Regions from separate parts of the Mus musculus genome. Here regions 2, 3 and 4 are each linked to region 1. A link is a contact called in public Micro-C and promoter capture Hi-C data. All regions are on one chromosome and are shown on one strand. Each heading gives the region's core, a stretch centred on a gene start, on an enhancer-like site or on the middle of the called end of the contact. The rest is flanking DNA. Distances are from core to core; before and after follow the strand shown. Region 1 holds the start of Atpaf2 (ATP synthase mitochondrial F1 complex assembly factor 2). Region 2 holds the start of Prpsap2 (phosphoribosyl pyrophosphate synthetase-associated protein 2). Region 3 holds the start of Zswim7 (zinc finger SWIM-type containing 7). Region 4 holds the start of Fam83g (family with sequence similarity 83, member G).

Region 1 (2,700 bases), core at 37-2,536:
CATAGTTCCCATATCACAATATATTGCAAACTATTGTTTCGTAAGCATAATGAATCCTGCATCTGATGTTGAGAATCATTCAGGTGAGACCACATGCCCTCAACACAAAACAACTAACTGAATTTAGAGAGGTCATCACTACTTTTCATTCACTGAAGTGAACCTCACTTGTAGCAATCTCTCTTTCAGAAGCAATGAAATAACCTTCTTTCAGTCTTATTACAGTCCTTAGTAGGTCAAAGAAGCCTGGCATAAACTCCCACTTAGAGAAAGCTGCAGAGAATGCAGAGGCTGTGGCACTGCACTAGGACAGAGGGCCCGCAAACCCCTAAGGAAGTGTGCTGTGTGTGGTGGAAGACTTAAGGCCTGCCTCTGTGCCAAGTCTTCTGCTGGGTCCTGAGGACACAACACAGTCATGAGGACACAACACAGTCAGGTCAGTCTTTGCCTTCCATAGCCTCAACCAGTCTGCTCTGTGACCTTGGATGTCCTGATTGAAAGCCCAAATTTTCCTTTCTGAATCCAACTAAGACACCTGCTCCCCTTTAAAAGGAAAAACAAACAAACAAACAAACAAGCAAACAAAAAAACCCTGAAGCTGGGAGGTGGTGGTGGTGGTGGTAGTGGTGGTAGCACTCAGGAACTAGAGACAGGAGGATCTCTGAGTACGAGGCCAGCCTGGTCTATAGAGTGAGTTCCAGAGCAGCCAGGGTTACACAGAAAAATCCTATCCCCGAAAAAATAAAAAGAAAAGAAAAAATAAAGGAAATTGAGAAAAGCCTCAAGAGCCAAATATCTCGTGTCCTGGGCACGCTGTGTCCCCTAAAGTCACCCTCGCACTTGTTTGGATGTCATTTTTCAAATTGAAACAGAACTCTGTTGCTCTAAATATTCGCATAGGCCTGAACCCTGCCTGTCACCCCGCATTGCACGTCAGAAACCTTCCTCCAGGTGAGCCCGACTTGGCTCCTGACCAAAAAGTCACATTATGTCCGGGCCTCACCTGTTGGCGGGACATAGGCCCGGGCCGGAGGCTGCGGAGCTGGCCCCGGCCATACTGAGACGGTGGGGTCACTGAGACGCCGGTCCAAGAGACCGCGCCACCGGTCCCTCAGCCGGGGGTAGATTCGCCACATCCTGCCCAAGGACCTGGGTGGACACATGCGTGGAAACAGAGTACAGGAAAAGAGCGAAGAGAACCCCACACCCCTCGCTGGTTCTGTACGGAAACCTCTCACCAAGGGTTCATAGCCCTCAGCCTCCTCAGCACGCCGCCATCTTCCTCATGACACCTACGGCGCGCCGTCGCAGCCGTGCGCCCCGCTGCGCGCCACTCCCGCCCCCGTCAATCAGCATCATAAACGTGCTCGCCACGCCCCCTCCATGCCGCGCCACGGGAAGAAAACTACAAGTCCCAGAGGGCCGTTCGCGCTCTGCGCCACGTGCTTTCTCTGTCCGCCAATGGGCGGAAGCGCCGCGTGAGCTTGCTCCCGCCTCTCCAGCGCGCCCGCGCCAATTGGAAGCTGCAGAGTGTGTGTGTGTTTGTGTGTGTGTGAGCGCGCGCGTGTGTGTGTGAGCGCGTGTGTATGAGTGAGTGAGTGTGTATGCGCGTGTGTGTGTGTGTGCGTGCGTGCGTGTGTGTGTGTGTGTGTGTGTGTGTGTGTGTGTGTGTGTACCCGCGAGGGCAAGTGGGAAGGGAGACCCAGCTCAGGTCTGGGAGGCCCTGCTTGCAGGTCTCCGGGTCCAGGTGGCAACACGAGCGCTTGGTCTGGCCTCAGCGGGCGGGTGGTTCCCCGGCCCCTCCCCCGCGCGTGCGCGCCCGGGTCCGCCCTCCCCGCAGCTTCGGCTCCCGCGCGGCGGCGGCGGTTCCTTCCCCCTCCCCCAGCCCTGGCTCCGGGGGACCCCGCGATGCCGGTCCGCACCGAGTGTCCCCCGCCGGCGGGTGCCTCAACCACATCCGCGGCCTCACTCATCCCGCCGCCGCCCATCAACACCCAGCAGCCCGGCGTGGCCACCAGCTTGCTCTACAGCGGCTCCAAGTTCCGTGGCCACCAGAAGAGCAAGGGGAACTCGTACGACGTAGAGGTGGTGCTGCAGGTGAGCGCCAGGCGGCAAGGCCGGGCCCGAGGGCCTCCTCGCGGCGCTCACGGGCCGGGCCTGCCCTGGGCTCCTCGAGCCCTCAGCCGCGGACCAGGCCCTCTCACTGCCGGGGCCTCCTGCACCCGGCGCCTCCCACCGGGACCTGCCCAGCTGATGTCACACTCTCGAACCCTACCCCTAGCCCACCCCTAGACTCAGAGCCTGTAGTGGCCAGTCTCCGACAGACCCCGAAGACTGTCCCACACTTAGAGCCTTTGACTCGCCGGCTTGGGCATCCGGAAGCTCCCCCATGACTAGCCGTCCTTTAGCCTGAGTCGGTTCTTCCCAAGTCCTGTCCTCCCTACACCAGCCAGCCCTCCCACCAGTCCCTGTCGGATCCTGAAAAACTCTCCATTGGCTGCCCCAAACTCAGTACCTCTCGATAGCGGCCAGTGTCACATTCTCCCGGAATGAAGCTTTTCCTCTGACCCCAACTCCATCCTGAGTGCCAGGGACATTGCTCCTTAGGAGAACTCAGTCAGCCCACTGCTGACGGGGGAGAGGTGGCCAACCTCCCTCCATTGGCTGAGACAACCCACAGAGGTTGAGGCTCCCCAAAGA
Region 2 (2,700 bases), core at 69-2,568, 1.3 Mb after region 1:
CCCCCACACCTGGGGAAGCAGTTTTAATAGGAAAACAGGTTTGACATTACTTCCCAGACTTTAACGAAGTCATACGAGGTAACCTCTTCCTCATAACAGTGGCCCCTGAAGGACAGAGTGGGGTAGCAGTCTGATATGCAATACAGTTCCCTGCATACAACAATAGGTTGCGACTCTCAGTCATACAGAGCATGACTTGGCAACCTGATGAACTACAGGCAATAGAATCAAATACCCAGATTTTGAAATGTCTATTGCAAACATACCTTATCAGAAAAAAAGATACATACTAAATGCCAAAGAAAGAGCACAGAACTATGTTTTGGTGTTGTCAATTCTTGGAGCTTATCCCAAGTATAGAGCTATATTGTCAATGATAGAAAGTACAATTTAAAAACAAAACAAAACAAACAAACAAACAAACAAACAAAAAACCCCCAACAACTTTGTAGCCCTGTTTGCCAGGAACTCGCTCTGTGGACCATGAGCCCTCAAGATCCTTTCACCAGTCTCTGAGATTAAGGGGTGTGCCATCAAGCCCCACAAACTGCAAGATTATTTAAGAACAGAAACACTGGTTCTATGTTAAACCACAGAGTAGCTAATGAATATAATGTGCATATCTCTGCAAAAATTGGATAATAATGATACAAACTACAGCAGTTAAAAGACAAGAAAGGTTTCCTATAGTGGGGCTTAGGGGCACGCACCTATTTTATTTTTATTTGTGCATTTAAATTGTTAAGCACTAGGGCATGAGATGGGTCAATGGCAGGCCGCTTGCATTGCTTCACCTTGCATTCGACTCCAGAACCGCAAGAAAAAAAAAAAAAAAGAAAAAAAAAAAACATAAAACATTAGAACTCACACTTCCTCAGGCCTCAAAGCTCGGTTCAGTATTTTCGTATCCCTCACAAAAGCTAAACACCCAAACTCTGCCAATATCGATATAAGAAAAATAAATCCTTATCAATAATGTAACAGATTGAGGAAGAGATTTTTCTGCAGAGTATCTTATGCCGCTCCTCCTACGTCTGATTGGAGCCCAATCATCCACTAAGGCTGGTGGAGCCGAACACGGGGCCCCGGGCTCGCCCCGGAGCAACAAGGGCCATGGCTCCCGCCCGGCACCGCGCGAGCTCGCGGGGCCCGCCGTCCGCCCGCCGAGGCTCCCGCCCGCCTACCTGGTCCCGACCCCAGCCCGGCCCGCCGCAGCCTCGGCTGCCGAAGGAAGAGAGCACAGAGCTCCGCACGGCGTCTTACAGCAAAATGGCGACTCTAAGCGCGAGAAAGTCTTTCGAGACTGCGAGGCCAGGGGCGGGGCCTGAGGGCAACTGACTAGAGTGGGCGAGGCCGTCGAGGGGCGTGGTCTGGAGGAAGAGGGGCGGGGCAGAAAGTGGGGTAGAAGGCAATGCATTTGATGCTGTGGGCGTGGCCGCCAGAGTGGGCGGGAGGATGTTGTGTGGGCGTGGTCAGACTCGAGGAAAGTGGGGGAGAATTAGAGTGGGCGTGGTTGGAAGTGTGGTTAAAATTCATAGGTTCTGACTGGGTTCAAGTCTTTACTGTCCTGCAAGACTGAGCAAGTCACCTCTTTGACCTGAGTTCTTCTGAAAAAGAGATGACAGCAGTACCCCCATCTCCTGGGGTTGGGAGGAGTGAGTGAGAAATCTGCGAACCTCTTGGCATGGTTCTTAGCATACAGTCGATGAGCAGTTATCATTCATAATTATTCGCTTTGTTGTCCCTTCCTTCTTTTCAGTGGTTAAGAGTATATACTGCTTTTCCAGAGAAGCTGAGTTTGGTTCCCAGAACCAATGTCAGGCAGTTCACAACTGCCTGTAATTCTAGCTCCAAGTCTCCCTGATGTCTCTGGCCTCCTCAGCCACCTGCACTCATATAAACATAAACATATACAAATAATTAAACATTCTAAAAGTTAGTTTTTTAAAAAATTGTAGCTCTGGGTGACCTGGAACTCACAGAGATCCATCTGTCTCTGCCTCCTGAGTGTTAGGATTAAAAGGGTGGCCATCATTCCTAGCAAATTGGTTGCTGTTGATATATCATTGCTGAATTCTTTATACCTTGAAATATGGTGATCCCTATTTTTTAAGGGGCTACTTGGCCCTTCCTCTCTTTCTTTTTTTTTTAAATATTTATTTATTTATTATACAGTAAATACACTGTAGCTGTCTTCAGACACTCCAGAAGAGGGAGTCAGATCTCATTACAGATGGTTATGAGCCACCATGTGGTTGCTGGGATTTGAACTCTGGACCTTTGGAAGAGCAGTCGGGTGCTCTTACCCACTGAGCCATCTCACCAGCCCCCAGTGATCCCTATTTATAACATAACAAACATATAGTGCATGCCAGGTATCAAGGCATTATTTATTATTATCTATATTTTATATTAATATATATTAACAGTAACTTTCAGAAATGGGGTAAGACTTATCTCTATTTAATTGCTGTGGGTACTCAGATGCCAGTGACAAAGCAATAGATAGGCACCACCTGCAGTGCCTTGCTCCATGTGTATACTTAAAGGCTCTCATCCACTGCACTTCCAGTTCACAAGTGAGACAAGCAGACATTTATGGGAGGATGCACAGGTGGCTAGAATTAATTATCAGAAGGCTGAGGATGGTTAGAATTCATAGGAGGGCTTGTGGGTAGCTAGAATTCATGGGAAGTATGC
Region 3 (2,700 bases), core at 49-2,548, 1.9 Mb after region 1:
GAAAACTGCTCTACTGAAAAATAAACAGGAATTGAGAGTCTGCTCCTGTGTAAGGGGGCCCCTTCAGTTACTGGCATATGGATTAACCAACAGCCCTGTTCTGTAAAACTCATCTCGTTCCAGCATCTCAGAACATCTGTGGTCAAATCCTGGAAGCAAGACCTCACAACAGACTAACACCCCACAACTTCTTTGAAGTCAAAGCATGTTTGAATACCTGGTTGGCTGAATCTTTTACGTAAAAGACCAAAATGAGACTATTCGTTTACTTTTCTAGTCCCATTGAAGCAGTAACTCAAACCAGTTCACAGAGCACAATCAATGAACAATAGGAGTTTTGTGCTCTAATTTGGCTATCATTTAGAGAGGCTATTTTTGGGGAGAGTGCTTTAATTAGTCTACACTTCAAAAGCACCCCCCACCCCACCTCCAGTTTTTTGAGATAAAGTCTCCAGCAGCCCAGTCTGGCCTAGCATTATGTAGCTGAGGTTGACCTTAAACTTTCCCTTTTTCTTTCTTTCTTTTTTTTTTTTTTTTTTTTTTTTTTGTCTCCACTTCCCAAGTGCGGAGACTACAGCCATGTGCCCAGTCTTGTGCGGTGGTGGGGAATCCACGGCAGCTCTCTACATGCCAGGCAAGCCTCTTTACCAGCCGAGCTGCATAGTAGATCCTCATTACTAGTTTTCCCCTTTTGGTAGATCCTCCTACTCTGGTGAGTAAGCAAAGATCATCCTTGGTCGGTCATTTTGTTGGAGACAGGCATAGGGCGACCTCTACAGGCCAGAGGGAAGAAGTAATTTTCAACTTCCCGATTTTTTTTTAAAGGTTTTGCCTCCCTGAATGTTTTTTAGTAAAATCTATTTACTAAACAAAGTAGTAAACAAGGGTATTATTTTTAAACTTTGCATCACGGATTGTGGATAAAGATTCTGAGTAACTCGAAATTGTCTACGCATCTGCCATTCCGCATCCCAGCCCTCGCCCACTCCTTGGATGTACCCAGTGGCTCTCTTTAAGTACCGGGGTTCCCGCACACCGGCTCGCACTCAGGGATCTGACGTCTAGTCACTCAAATCCCTCTATTTAGTTAAGCGATTTAAGGGGCCCAGGCTTCAGGGACATAACCATGCGGGGTAAGAATAAAAGCCCGCAGGCCGTACTTCTCGCGCTGTCTCGCACAGCGGCGGCCATCTCGCTCAGGAGCTCTTCCACCACCTCCGGGAGCGCGACCGCCATGGCACGCCGCCCGTCTTCTCTCCTCCCGGGCGCTGCGAACTTCACGCGCCCTGCAGGCCGGGGGCGGGGCGGGGCGGGACGAGACGGCGTGACGTCAGCATGCGTCATCGCGCATGCGGACTGGCGGGGCGTCCCGGGCCAGCCGTGGCTTAGTGGATCTCTGAGGGAGGACCCGTCGGCATGTTCCGGTTGCTTCGCTGGCGTCTGGGTCGAACCCTGCTGCGGGCCGCGGGCCGGCGGTGTGGGGGTTGTACGGCGCGCCTGCTGCCGGAGCGGACGGGCGACGCGGGGACGGGCGCGGAGCGGCTGCGGACCCGAGGCGCGCCGGCGCGGGGGCACGGGGTGCTGCCGCTGTTGGCAGGTGAGCGGTGCGCTCCGGGCGGGGCCGGCCCGGCGGGGGCGGGGACGCGGGCACGGGCCGGTCCCGGTGACCTCTGAGCCGCTTCTCGCAGCTCTCGCCTGGTTCTCGCGACCCGCGGCGACGGCCGAGCAGCCGGGAGAGGACGCGTCAGACGAGGCGGAGGCCGAGATCATCCAGCTGCTGAAGCAAGCCAAGGTGAGGGGCTCGACCGGGCGCGCGCGCTCTCTGCTCCGGTTTCCCGAGGCCTGGATGGATTGGCCCTGGGTGGAAGGTTGGGATCCATCCAGACTGGTCCAGAGCGAATCCTGCAGCAGAATCGCTGCAGTTGTGAGTGCAGGTGGAGACCCTCACATTTCCTTTATTTATTTATTTATTTTGTCCAAACGTATTGATTGAGGATGTTTTGCGAGGGTGGCTTTAATCAGCTAACCTCCAAGCCGAATGACATTTTGTTCATAGACTATGAATGACGCCCCGAAAATGCAATTTAGTATCGTTTATGCCTATTGGTTTGCGTCTAAATCTGTTTCTCCACATCCTTTTTTTCCCCCCTCCAGGTTTATTTCATCTCTTCCTACGGGTTCAATATCGACTTAATGCCAACAACGTCCAGATTTGTGTTCAGACTGCAGTGTGTCATTGACATGCTGTCTCTATTGCAAGGCCACAGCTATCTCTCAGATTTAGCATGCCCGGGACTAAGCACTTTTTCTTAAATTCCTTCCCCCCAAATATGGCTTTAACAGTGTTCTCTCTATCACCTAAAAAATTAAGCCTAAAAAATCATAGTGGTTCCTCAGGCGGACCCCTGTGTTTGAAACCAGCTTGCTCTACAAAGCAAGTCCAGGACAGCCAGGATTCTGTTACACAGAGAAACCCTGTCTCAAAAAAGAGGAGAAAAAAAAAAAAAAAAACAGAAAATAATCATAATTGTTCTTAAAGTGTGTTGTTGATAATTCCCAGTTACAGCAGTAAACACAGTTGCCATCAAATCCAGAACACTTCTCAAATCGCCTGCCCTCTTTTTCCATTCCCTCTTTTCCCCCAGTTTTCCTCACACAGGTCCTGTTCTCTTGCCCCAACCGCAGTCCTTTCTCCGTGTA
Region 4 (2,700 bases), core at 58-2,557, 1.3 Mb after region 1:
GAATAAACTGAGGGTCAGCACATCTTTGTTGAGGGTACAAGACTCACACTCATCACTGCCCCTCTCTGCTCCTTGGGAATGGGAGGTAAGGAGGTGACTCAGGTGCCCGAGGTGGGCAAGAGTGCCAAGCAAGAGCAGGTATGAACCACAGTGTTCACCCAGTGTAAGGCCTGATGAGGACTTTGAGGCTAGAGGTGAAGGGTTTGAGTCTGGGGATCAGTGGTGAGGACTCCAAGGATGCTAACTAGGCTTTGAAGCTTTGAAAGCAGTGAATGCAGGGCAAGGAGGCCTTACTGGAAAATGAACAGTGAGGACATGTCTGGAGGGTACAATGTTGCCATTAGCTTGTCCTCATTAGGTTAAGGCCAGGGTCCACTGGGACTCAAACCAGCTCTATCCTGACCCAGAGATGGTAAGTAGGCTAGAAAGACAGGGCAGTATTGGCCTGGTGTCCTGAAACAAGAAGCTTCAGGAAGGAGCCCTTTGCCAAACTGCACCTGACATCCTGCCCTCAGATAAGGACCTAATGGTCTCCATCACTGGGGAACAGCCAAGAGCTGCGTTTGAGCACAGCTTGGTTCTCTCTACCCTTTTCTGGCGCAGGGTTCAGGCATGTGAGGTGCACCAGGTTCTGCTAGGTGGGATCCCAGCAAGCAGTTGGGCTCAGGACTAATCTGTATCTGGTCTGTGCACATGGAGAGCAAGAGTGTGGAAGCAGTTGGAGCTGGAGCTGGGCCTCGGCCCACGACCCAACCTTCAGTCTACAACTGGACAGCTGAGCATCCCACCCGCAAGACAGAACCGGGCCAGAGATGGACCAGGATCGCCAGCGGGACTGGGGGGCAGAGGAAGACTTCCACGAGGCTTAGAGGCAGCAAATTGTCCAGCCTTGCGCCGTCTGAGGAGATGAATCAGCTTCCGGCTCCGCCCCCGGGGCCGCACGTGACCCCAGGTGAGGGTGGCAGGGTGGGCGGGACCGCCCTTAGTCACCGGCGGTCCAGCCCGGTGCCACCACCAACGCCTGTGGTTCCTCGGGTCGTCCGGTCTGCACGGCGCCACCTGCTTGGTAAGCAAGTCCCTCCTCCGGGTTTGCGAGCCTCACTTGGGCTGGCGTCCCGGCTCTTACTCCGGACTGGGGCGAGGGTCCCCGTCAGCCCCAGCTTATTCCCAGGATTCCGAGAACCTCAGGCGGATCCCAAGACAGAGGCAGAGGACAACCGCGGCCCTGGACGGCTCTGGCTAACCTCGCCACGCCTCGCTCCGCCCACACACTACCCGCCACGCCCCTTCCTTCGCCACGCCCCCGCCCGCCCTCTGACCCCGACCGCGGTCTTTTGCTGATTCCCTCAGGTGCGGTTCTCAGAGGCGCCGAGGCCCCGGAGCCTGAGAGCGCGGTGCCCGTCGGGCCGCGTTCCCACAGCGAGGGCCACCATGGCCTTCTCCCAGGTGCAGTGTCTGGACGACAACCACGTGAACTGGCGATCCAGCGAGTCGAAGCCCGAGTTCTTCTACAGCGAGGAGCAGAGGCTGGCCCTGGAGGCCCTGGTGGCCCGGGGTCGCGACGCCTTCTACGAGGTGCTGAAGCGCGAGAACATCCGCGACTTTCTTTCGGAGCTGGAGCTTTCGCGTATCGTGGAGGCCATCGAGGTGTACGACCCGGGCTCTGAGGACCCGCGGGTCTCGGGCCGCCGCCCCGAACCCCAGGACAACGGAGGCGCGGATGCCAGCGAGGAGACCAGTGCGGCGGGCGGGCCCCCAGCCACGGAGACGCTGCCCTCGCTGGAGTATTGGCCCCAGAAGTCGGACCGCTCCATCCCGCAGCTGGACCTGGGCTGGCCTGACACCATTGCCTACCGAGGTGTGACCCGGGCCAGCGTCTACATGCAGCCACCCATCGACGGGCAGCCGCACATCAAGGAAGTGGTGCGCAAGATGGTCAGCCAGGCGCAGAAGGTGAGGCGCCACGGCGAGACCCCCATTCACCCAGCACGCATGGGCACCGAGACAGCCCCTGGACCTCTGACTGGCCTCTCGGTTGCCTCCTCCGGTGATCAGAAGCTGAATGTCCACTCCCTCTAGCAGGTGGCACTGGGCTTCCAGGCTGAGTGGGCTTCTGTGCCCTCCTGGAGTGTTTCTGAGTTCCCCAAATGCAAACCATGAGCTGTGTGGGAGGAATGCGGCCTTTCTCTCACCCACTCTCCCTTATCTCGTCTCAGACCCAGGAGCAGATAGAAGCTTGCACACATACATGAGCTTGCTGGCAGGGGTCTCGGGAGAGACGTGGAGGCTGGTCTGGAGCCCTGAGGAAATCTGCCTGCTTCCTAGCTGTGCTGTGTGGCTGGTGGTGGTTCTCCAAGCTTTTCTCTGAGTGCTACAGTAGCAGCAGCTGTCCAGGCCAGAGCAGGTGGTACCTATTGAAGGTTTTCACCAGTGGAAGAGGTGAGGGTATTTACTTAGGTTGTGGTTTGCCATCAAGAGGCTCTTCAGGCCTTGTGTGGATTCCCTTAGCTGACAGCCGTTGACTGGGCTGCACAGTGCCCGGCTTTGGGTGACTGCTCCATACTGACACACACACATCTTGAGAAGCTGTGTACAATGCTTGTACAGACAGTCAAACCATAGCTGGGTGGCCATGAATGAGCAGAGGTGTGCCTGATTTGACAGGCAAGGTAGCCCAGCAAGTTGCGATATATCTAGAGC

What was found. Promoter capture Hi-C pulls out the DNA fragments that hold promoters and counts their contacts. A called contact is a pair of places that touch in the nucleus more often than the background predicts.
Region 2: a promoter capture Hi-C map of liver shows a contact between it and region 1, with 5 times the contacts expected there. The contact joins the promoter of Prpsap2 here to the promoter of Atpaf2 in region 1. A contact is called at or near these places in 6 of 39 promoter capture datasets (cranial neural crest, hippocampal neurons, liver and 2 more).
Region 3: a promoter capture Hi-C map of liver shows a contact between it and region 1, with 3 times the contacts expected there. The contact joins the promoter of Zswim7 here to the promoter of Atpaf2 in region 1. A contact is called at or near these places in 2 of 39 promoter capture datasets (both in liver).
Region 4: a contact with region 1 is called in a Micro-C map of embryonic stem cells, with 10 times the contacts expected there. The contact joins the promoter of Fam83g here to the promoter of Atpaf2 in region 1. A contact is called at or near these places in 1 of 39 promoter capture datasets (liver) and 1 of 484 Hi-C or Micro-C datasets (embryonic stem cells).

What each region holds. Positions count from the first base shown.
Region 1 is chr11:60,415,748-60,418,447 of GRCm38.p6, forward strand. Atpaf2 (ATP synthase mitochondrial F1 complex assembly factor 2) reads right to left here and starts at 1,287. Exons shown (of 8, transcript NM_145427.3): 1 at 1,004-1,287. The coding sequence starts at 1,163. It overlaps Gid4 (GID complex subunit 4, VID24 homolog), which reads left to right and starts at 1,398. Exons shown (of 6, transcript NM_025757.4): 1 at 1,398-2,097. The coding sequence starts at 1,909.
Region 2 is chr11:61,760,770-61,763,469 of GRCm38.p6, forward strand. It overlaps Prpsap2 (phosphoribosyl pyrophosphate synthetase-associated protein 2), which reads right to left and starts at 1,319. Exons shown (of 12, transcript NM_144806.2): 1 at 1,185-1,319.
Region 3 is chr11:62,280,097-62,282,796 of GRCm38.p6, forward strand. Zswim7 (zinc finger SWIM-type containing 7) reads right to left here and starts at 1,299. Exons shown (of 5, transcript NM_027198.1): 1 at 1,161-1,299. The coding sequence starts at 1,236. It overlaps Ttc19 (tetratricopeptide repeat domain 19), which reads left to right and starts at 1,377. Exons shown (of 10, transcript NM_028360.2): 1 at 1,377-1,597; 2 at 1,689-1,792. The coding sequence starts at 1,417.
Region 4 is chr11:61,683,103-61,685,802 of GRCm38.p6, forward strand. Fam83g (family with sequence similarity 83, member G) reads left to right here and starts at 1,308. Exons shown (of 5, transcript NM_178618.3): 1 at 1,308-1,953. The coding sequence starts at 1,432. All of the region lies in intron 9 of Slc5a10 (solute carrier family 5 (sodium/glucose cotransporter), member 10), which reads right to left.